Linked DNA regions of Mus musculus: regions 1 and 3 are each linked to region 2. Evidence: chromatin contacts called from public promoter capture Hi-C data. All regions are on one chromosome and are shown on one strand. The core of a region is the stretch at or near the end of the contact, and the rest is flanking DNA. Distances in the headings are between cores, read along the strand shown. Region 1 holds the start of Rbmx (RNA binding motif protein, X chromosome). Region 2 holds the start of Atp11c (ATPase, class VI, type 11C). Region 3 holds the start of Ints6l (integrator complex subunit 6 like).

The links. Promoter capture Hi-C pulls out the DNA fragments that hold promoters and counts their contacts.
Region 1: a promoter capture Hi-C map of pre-B cells shows a contact between it and region 2, with 4 times the contacts expected there. The contact joins the promoter of Rbmx here to the promoter of Atp11c in region 2. A contact is called at or near these places in 5 of 39 promoter capture datasets (the C10 cell line, cranial neural crest, liver and 1 more) and 1 of 9 other capture datasets (liver).
Region 3: a promoter capture Hi-C map of pre-B cells shows a contact between it and region 2. The contact joins the promoter of Ints6l here to the promoter of Atp11c in region 2. A contact is called at or near these places in 3 of 39 promoter capture datasets (cranial neural crest, erythroid cells and pre-B cells).

The regions. Positions count from the first base shown.
Region 1 is chrX:57,391,513-57,394,317 of GRCm38.p6, forward strand. It overlaps Rbmx (RNA binding motif protein, X chromosome), which reads right to left and starts at 1,524. Exons shown (of 9, transcript NM_011252.4): 1 at 1,340-1,524; 2 at 55-186. The coding sequence starts at 163.
Region 2 is chrX:60,402,735-60,405,511 of GRCm38.p6, forward strand. Atp11c (ATPase, class VI, type 11C) reads right to left here and starts at 1,271. Exons shown (of 30, transcript NM_001037863.2): 1 at 1,071-1,271. The coding sequence starts at 1,097.
Region 3 is chrX:56,453,145-56,456,105 of GRCm38.p6, forward strand. Ints6l (integrator complex subunit 6 like) reads left to right here and starts at 1,695. Exons shown (of 17, transcript NM_172779.4): 1 at 1,695-2,172; 2 at 2,305-2,382. The coding sequence starts at 2,062.

The sequences.
Region 1 (2,805 bases), core at 274-2,773, 3.0 Mb before region 2:
TCACAGCTTGTCTTTTAATTTTATTAATATATCATACGATTTTAGATAACTCACCTTCCACTATTCGTCCATATTTGCCAAACACTGCCTCAAGGGCTTTCTCATTCGTCTCTGTATTAAGCCCACCAATAAAGAGCTTTCCTGGGCGATCTGCTTCAACCATTTTTCCTCTTAACCGATGGGGGTCTGCTGAAAAATGGTATTATTATCTCTCTGTAGAAAGTCCCCAAAGTTTATTGAACAGCTTAATTATGGCTCATGTTTTGTTAAAATCTTTATTCTTTAGTAACTAAAGATACCAATAAACCTCAAGTGTGGTAGAAAATCAATTGAAATACTTTGGCTAACAGTGCAGCGCAATTTTCATTAACAGGGTTAAAAGGGCCTGCCTAATTTACCATCTTCATCTGCCCTGCTTTTAGTCAATGAAGAGCTACTCAACACTTAAAAAGGCTACTTTTAAATGTATTTTACTTTTAATATAAGATTGCAACCTTAGAGTGCAGGAATTAACAGAAGGGGGCCACCACACCTGGCTATGGTCTTGATCTCTTATCTTTAAAACATTCCGTTACCTATCAACCTACTTGCTATCCGCCCCACCGCCCCCAACCCGAAGCCAAAGGTATAAAAGACTTCCTATTCATTCAAGGTCACCAGCCAGACACACCAAGTAAGGAGCAAGCCCTTTCCACATTTAGATTCCCTAGTTAAGTTTAGGGACAAATCTCTACCTTAGGACAAAGTCGCTGCATCTAGCCCAACGAAAGATTGTTAGTTATCCGATCGAAAAGAAAAAGTGCCAGAGTCCGAAGATAACGGAACTCAGAATCACACACTCTTAACACTCTTTTCCAGTCCTGACACCTAATTAAGACTCATTAAAAACCGCGTGTTAAAGACAAAATGGCGACACTTGGAACGAACCCAGAACCACCAACAGCCTCCGGACGAACTAACTTTTGCATTGACAGTTGCAGCGAAAACTCAGAAAGCTTCCTCTCCTTGCCGCCAAGGACCAGAGGAAGCCTCAGAAGTCCACCAGCCTATCATTAGCACGGACGCTATTCTGGTGTTACTCCCGCGGTCCCAGCACGTCCCGCCCCACCTACAAAGCTGCGCCCTCCGCCCTCCCGCGACAGGGGACAGCCAAACCTCCGGGAGACGCACTCAGATAACTGACCCCATAATGTGCTGCTTCCACCCCTTCTGCTTTAAATAGGTTGACACCTTTGGGTGTCTTAAAATGGCGCCCGCCGCCACTATCTCCCGGGAAACAAATGACATCCAGCTCTAACAAGTCTGTATGGAAAACAGGCCAAGGAAAGGAAAGTCCTACCCGAGGGGACTGCGACGGTCTCAAGCTCCTCTGAGCTCGCCGACCGGACCTCCCGAGCAGCGCCGCACCAGTGACAGCTACCGATTTTCAGAACGGAACAGAAATGACGCTAGGACGACTGCGCAACGAGGGCGAACAAAGGAGACTGCAATCTTTATACTACCCGGGAACGAGGCTGAAGAACCCGGATGGAAATTAAGCTTAGAATTTGAAGCACGAAGGGAGGGGAGGGAGTGGTTCCCAGATTCTTCATTGGCTGTTCCCTTTGTCATTCACTAGTCACTCCGCCTCTTTCCTGTGTCTCTTAAAGTTCTGGCCGGTGCCGGATTTTAACCGTTTGCCCTGCCCCCATCCATTCTCCTCCAAGGCGCCTTTTAGCTTCGCTAAATATGCTAAAACACTGGACGGGATTTATTGACTAGAGAAGTAAATTTATTGAGCAACCTATTAGGTCAAACAAGGCGCAAAACTTTTACTTTTGCATGAAAATCCTAATTCCAAAAGCAATGTGAAAAAACGGTAGAATGCCAACGTTATAGAAATAAGAAACAAAGAAGTTTCGTTGATACTCAATAACTGGCTAAATTTTCTTGAGCAATAAGTAATACATTGGAAGAATCTGTTAAGTAAGTGTTAAGTGAAAACAGAACTTGATGACATTACAAAAATATCATTCATATAGAACGATTACTGAGTACCTACTTGATTTCTGTGCAAGTGAGACCAGAGTCAGGTGCCTCGGGGTTAAGACTGTCAAACAAAAATCCCTGACGATAGTTGGGAGTGCTTACCCACACATTTCATCCCAGTATTTGGGACGCTGAAGTAGGGCAGTTACGCGTTTCAGCACAGACTGGCTTTGTTAGAGTCTGTCTCAAACACCAAACCAAACAAAAAAAAAAAAATGCTACCAAGCATGCTTGAACTTTAAGTGAGCATTCTTAATTTGTTTTGTGTTTTGAGACAGTACCAGTCAGGCTGAGAGTGGTCTTGGAATTCACAGCTCTGATCCTGCCTCAGATTTCCAAGTGCTGGAATTACAGGCATGAGCTACCAGACCAGGTTCTGCATTCTAAATTTTTATCTGCTTGTGAAAGAAAAATAACAATTTAACCTAGAGGGGATTTTCTTTTCATTTCTTTTCTTTCCTTTTTCCTTTTTTCTTTTTCTGTTCCTGTCTGGCTGTCCTACAACTTGCTCTGCAGACCAGGCTGGAGATCCCTGTCTTTGCCTCCCAAGAAAAACGATTTTAGATACCAGCCTTTTATACTATGGATCATATTTCCTCATATGGGGTGATAGAATTGAATGTGGGCATAGTAGTAAAAGTGGCAATAATAAAAGGTTTCTGATACATAACAAAAATTCAATTCAAAATCAAATATATATGAGATATGTGGAAAGATTTATTAGAATGACTTACAGACTGTGGACCAGGTAATGCGACAATGACTGACTATGAACCC
Region 2 (2,777 bases), core at 21-2,520:
AAGTTACCAAATTGTCAAGTCCTTAAGTCTATCCTAAGACGGAATGGGGAAGCATTCTGCATTCTCCCCCTTAACTACAGGGAAAAAAATAAAAATTTTAGGATGATGGCTTTCTTTAATATCCGTGGCAGAAATAAAATCCTATTCCCTGACACCTCTTCTGGAAATTAGGGGAGTTGCTACAAACATCCTTTAAGTAAACTGCTCTACTTTACTCAGTTCTTAACATACCCTCTGAGTAAACAGGTTAATCCAAAAAGTCAATAGCAGCCAGAAATCGCTCCCTCCCAATCCCGTGCCACACTCCCCACAGAAATACAATTCCCTTTTCTGGGGGGCTTTAGAGGCGTGGAGAAGGTGGTCGGAGGAGTTCAGCTGCCGGGTGGATTCCAAGCCTGGAGCAGAGGGTGCTGCTCTGCGAGGCTTGAGCCCCAGGGTCTGTAAAGCTGGAACAGGCTCCCGCCGTCGCTGCTGGCCCCAGCCCATCGTGCCCACAGCCCTCGCTCTTTCTGTCACCCTCAAGGTGAGCTTGGAGGCTGAGTCCTCAAAGTTTGCCCAGTCTCTGGTCATCGGCCATGGCCCGGGCGAGGCTGAGCCCTGGTTTAGCCTCCGCTTCTCTCAGCCCCCTAGCTCTTCTTTTGGGCCACAGTGACAGGTCTAGGTTTACCTCCACGTGCTCGTGGCAGAGGAAACAAAAGAAAGCTTCCTCCCCGATAATTCAACGCCATCTTCCACTAATTGGGAAACTGAGCCCCCCGCCCCGGGGAGCCCCCCGCCCCGAGTTCCGCGCGTCTGTCACTCCGAGGCGATTCCCCAGGCTGGAGGCAGAGTTCCTCAGAGCCTCGGGGAACCTCAGCTGAAATGTCCCGGGGCAGGGGTGGGACGCCCGAGAGCCCCACCTGCCTCCCCACCCAGGCCACCCGGGGCGCCGGGTTTCCGCTAAAACGCAGAGGCGGGGGAGGGGGCTGGCGCGTCCCGCTCGTCCCCTCGCCCAGAGACTGCGAAGGAGCGGCGGGGGGCCAGCGAGCGGGCCACCGGGGTACGCGTGGAGCCGCGGCCAGTGTACTCACCAAACGGTTGAGGGTCCGGCGGAACATCGCGTCCGAGGCTGCGGGGTGCCAGGCTGGGCTCCGCTGGGCTGTCTGGGAAGGCGCCGTCCACAAAACACACTGCGGCGTGGGCCCGCGGCGCAAAGCGGACAGCTAGCTCGCCTGCCCTGTCGCCAGCCCGCTGCCGCCTGCCCTCCTGCCGCCTGCCCTCCTCGCCTCTGCGCGCCCCCGCCCCCGGCCGCCCAACCGCCCGCCCGCCCGCGCGCTCGCCGCCCCGCCCCGCCCCGCCCTCCCCGCGACCCGCCCCCAGCCCCGGCCCGCCCGCCTCGGGGGCGGCGGCCCCGTCGCTCCCCTTATCTGGCCCCAGCACCGCCCCGCGCTCCCGCCGCAGCCCGCCTCGCAGCGAGCCCGGCGCGCGGGGGAGGGATGGCGGACCGGCCGCTGCTCAGCCTGGCTCCCCGTCAGCGCCCGCCTCGGCACCCCGCGCCTCACGCTCGTCCTGCCGCTAAGCCCCCGGCCGAGTCCCCACTCGCCCGCTTCAGCGGTCGCCCGTCTCGGGCGTCCCCGCGCCTCGCCTGGCAGGACTCCCAGGGGTCTGTGAGGAGCCACGGTCTCCCTCACCCCGGCCCTAACTCGTCCGTTGGCGCCGCTTCGCTCGCAGTCCTTCCTCGGCCCCGCGCTTTCGCCCGCCCAGCACTTCTGGCTGAGGAGAGCCTCGGTGCGGCCCGCCTCGAGGCTTCCAGGCGTGCCCGCTTCCTGCCCGGGAGTGGCCGCTCTCTGAGGGACGACTCGGGACGAGCCGGGGACTAAGGGGACCCTGGCGCGGGCGGGCGGGCGCGGCGCGGGCGGCTGGAGTAGTTACAAAAGCCGCCCCCTCCAGGCGTCCCTCTTGGGTCCCACCTAAGCCGTCTTCACCTCGCAGTTGGGGTTGGGGCTTTGGGGCTTTGCGTTCCCTGTCGTCTGACTACCCCACCTAAGCCCGCTTACTTCCACTTTCTCTAGGAGGTTGTAAAGTCGGGCTTTGTGTCGTTGGTGCTGCGCAGCGGGGCGGGATTTCCCTGCCACCCTCTCCTTGATCGCCCGCCCTTTTCCACGCTCCTGGGGCACCCTGGGAGTTGTAGTCCAAGGGTTCGCTTGGACTGATATTGTGGGCTGGGAGCTCCCCCATATGCACGGCTCCAGTCAGTTCACAGGGTTGCAGAGGGAAGCTGCCCGAGGTTCTCCCTACCAGCTGCGTGCAGAAATCAGAAACACTGGGTAGATTCTTAGCTGTGGGAAATGTGATGAGGATAAATTACATAAAGCCCCGAATGCTGAAAGACTTTCCCAGAACTCAACATTTACGCCACAAGAAATCTTGCACGCCCTCAACTTGCTAACTTAACATTTGCATTTACAAAAGTTTAAAACTTAAAAATGAAAGCTTGGTCAAGTATTCCCTTGAACCTGGACAGTTCTCTCTGCTCCCACCCTTTTTTTCCACTACCTTCTGAGACCCGGCCCTAGGCTGTGAGCTGAGAACTTTCAAATTCTTCTATAAACATGTTGAAGAAGTAGGTAAAGGGAGCTCTTCTCTACGGAGAGGCGAGTTCTCTCAACAACCTGGAAAGGTTGGGCTCAGCTATTCCCTCGACCTAATGTGAACTCCTGAAGGGCTTTTATTGTGAGGCGGCTAGGGCACTACCACATTTTACCCCTTGAAGGATAGTTTGATTTCAGCATTTACTT
Region 3 (2,961 bases), core at 445-2,944, 3.9 Mb before region 2:
ACGATCTTTCTTCAGTAATATTTAATGATTTATTTTTATTTTTAATTATATGCATTTGTGTGTCTATCTGTGGGTTTGTGCACATGTTCATAGTACCCACAGAGGCCAGAAGGCATTGGATCCCCTGGACCTGGATTTCCAGGAAGTTTGACGCCTTCTAAGTGAGTGCTAGGAACCAAACTCAGTGTCTTCTGCAAGAGCAGTGAGTACTCCTATCCAAAGACCAATGCTCCTAGCCCCTTCACCACTAATATTTAAGACAGAAATGGGGAAGTTTGATGTCTTTCCATCTTTAATTCCCAAGTCATTCTATATATTTCAGTAAGCTGGTCTTCATCACACATAGAGTGGTCTCTGGCGGACTCTTGTTCACACCATTCCTCCTAAGCCAGATTCCCTCTTTTACACCTTGTTCTTTGCCCATGAAATCTTCTGAACTTCTAGACCACAGGCAAGTGCTGCCTCGCTGTTTTTACTTGCATCACCATTTTTGGTCTTATTTCTGAGAAAACATAATATATATCAATCATGTAGAACATATACACAGGATATCTACAAACAATATAGAAAACATTTGCAGATATATATGTGATCTTCACATTGTATTAAAATTGTATACTCATTGAAGCTCAAGAGTCTAACTTGTGTACAGCACATTGCTAGAAATACTCTGTATCATTATCATCATTATCGCCATCATCAGTGTTGTAGGAGACTCAAACTCAGCGCCTCACAGGAGCTGGGCAAACATCGTACTCCTATGCTGCAACACTACCTCATACTCTATATTAAAAATAATGTCACAGTAGTTGGCATAGCACACGCTTGTAGGATATGCTGAGGAGTTCAGGACCAGCCTGAGATACAAGTTTAAAAATTGAGTCATATGCAGTGGAAAGCCAAGTATAGTTGACCAGTTACCAAGTACTTACATGGAGCCAGCATTGGCAACTTCCCTCTACTGAAAATTAAATTTCAGTACCATCGACCCTACATATTTCAATGATTGAACGCCTACTTCAGGTGCCTAGCACTTTTGTGGACGTTCAATGAACCTGAGTTGAAGCAGGATATCAGCCATGGATAAAGGCCGCACAGTCCCCACAGGAGTTTAAGTATCACAGGCTGGTCAATGTTTCAAAGCCTGAGAGAGCCTGTCCTTACAAAAGGACAGCTTAGGGTAACGTTTCCGCGGCAGCTTCCTTTTTAAGTAGCTGAACCAACCAAGAAAACGACATGTAAACACTGATCAGGAAGAGGGACTAATCTAAGGGAATTTGAGCAAGTCTGGCTAGGAAAGAAGTTTGCTGCTACTGAAATGTTTTGGTCTTAGCCACTGGCAGGATTGATTGATTGTAGTTATGTTTTGTGTGAAGCCTGCCTAAACATCTGTTTCTATGCAACTGTTGCCCAATTCTCCTTTCCTTTCGAATTACCATCTTTGAAGCACGAAAGAAAATCCATCCAAACGACCAAACAAATTACCCTAAAGGCTTCTAAATCCTTTAAAGGAGAATCTGAGCTTGAAGAAGGTCCTTTACTCCCCCGCCCCTTACCTCCAGCATGGGTTCCAAACTACAACCCTCAAGCTTGGCCCAAGTCCCTCCCTTTACCCAGTCATCTAATGAATATGTAAATTAAACATAATTGGCAGCCAATGGCGTGTGTTCTAGTCACATGGTGCTGATGGTAGGTGAGCAGACAGAAGTTGTGTCAGTGAACAGAGAGGGCTCTCAGTCTGGGGCGAGCGCTCTAGTGAGCGTGGACGGATGCTTAGGCAGTAGTCCTGGCAGCGGCAGCGGCGGCGGGCAGTAGTGGTGGCAGAAGAGGGGAAGAGAGACGGCCCGGAGACCGACACACTCACACTTTCAAGTTCCCTTGGAGGGAGAGGAGTTGGGGCTGCAGAAAGAGGCCAGGAGCGGTCCCATCTATCCCATCCCGTTTCCCACTTTTCCTCTTGCTCCCTGGCTCTGCGAGAGTTCAGGATTTGGGTAGCCATACGTGGCATTGAGGGAAAAGGGACTGGGAGAGTGGGGACCAGAACCAGGGGTGTAGTGGAAGATGCCCATCCTGCTGTTCCTCATAGATACGTCCGCCTCCATGAACCAGCGCACTGACCTGGGCACCTCCTATTTGGACATTGCTAAAGGCGCTGTGGAGTTATTCTTGAAGGTAAAAGGAGGGGAAAGGAGATGAAGGGGTCGCTTCTGTGGGATGGGTGGGTTGGACTGAGGTGCTTCTGTAACGTTTGTATCGCTTCCCCTCGTTTCCTACGCGACCCCCCCGTCATCCCTCGCCCCGCAGCTGCGCGCCCGGGACCCAGCCAGCCGCGGAGACAGGTACATGCTGGTCACCTACGATGAGCCTCCCTACTGCATCAAGGTAAACAGGCCAGCGGGGGAGCGGTGGGCGGGAAGAGCGTGCGCGTCCACTAGCCTGGGGCTGCTGATCCCTTTTGCCTCCACCCGTGGCGATCCTGCGTCGCCCTGCGGGACGGGCTGCAGTGAGGAGCGCCGAAGGGCAGGAGGAGCAGGGCGGGTGGCGGCGGTCGGGGGTCGCAGAGAGGGGCCCGGAGATGAGCAGCCGGTGTAGAGAAGGCACTGGAGGGCCGAGTTCCTAGCACGGCTGCAGCAATCGCCTCCGAAGATGGCGGACATTTTGCTTTTGTATGAGGCAGCCAGAGGCAGGGTGAGGGCGCTGCTGAGATGGAAAGGAGGGAGGGGAGGAGGCCGAGGAAGGAGGGCTCGAGGCCCATGGTGAGGCTGCGGCCCCTTCGCCTGGGACTCCGCCCCGATGTTCTCTTAGCCCCGCGCGGGCTTTGCTGCCGCCCGAGCTCCTCCTCTGGTCCCTCCTTCCATCCCTCGGCCCGCCCCGCCTGGGCTTCCTCTCCCTCCTCCCGCTCCGGTCCGTTTCTCCTTCACCGCATCTTCCCCTCCTCTTCCTGCCAAATGCCGGGCTGCA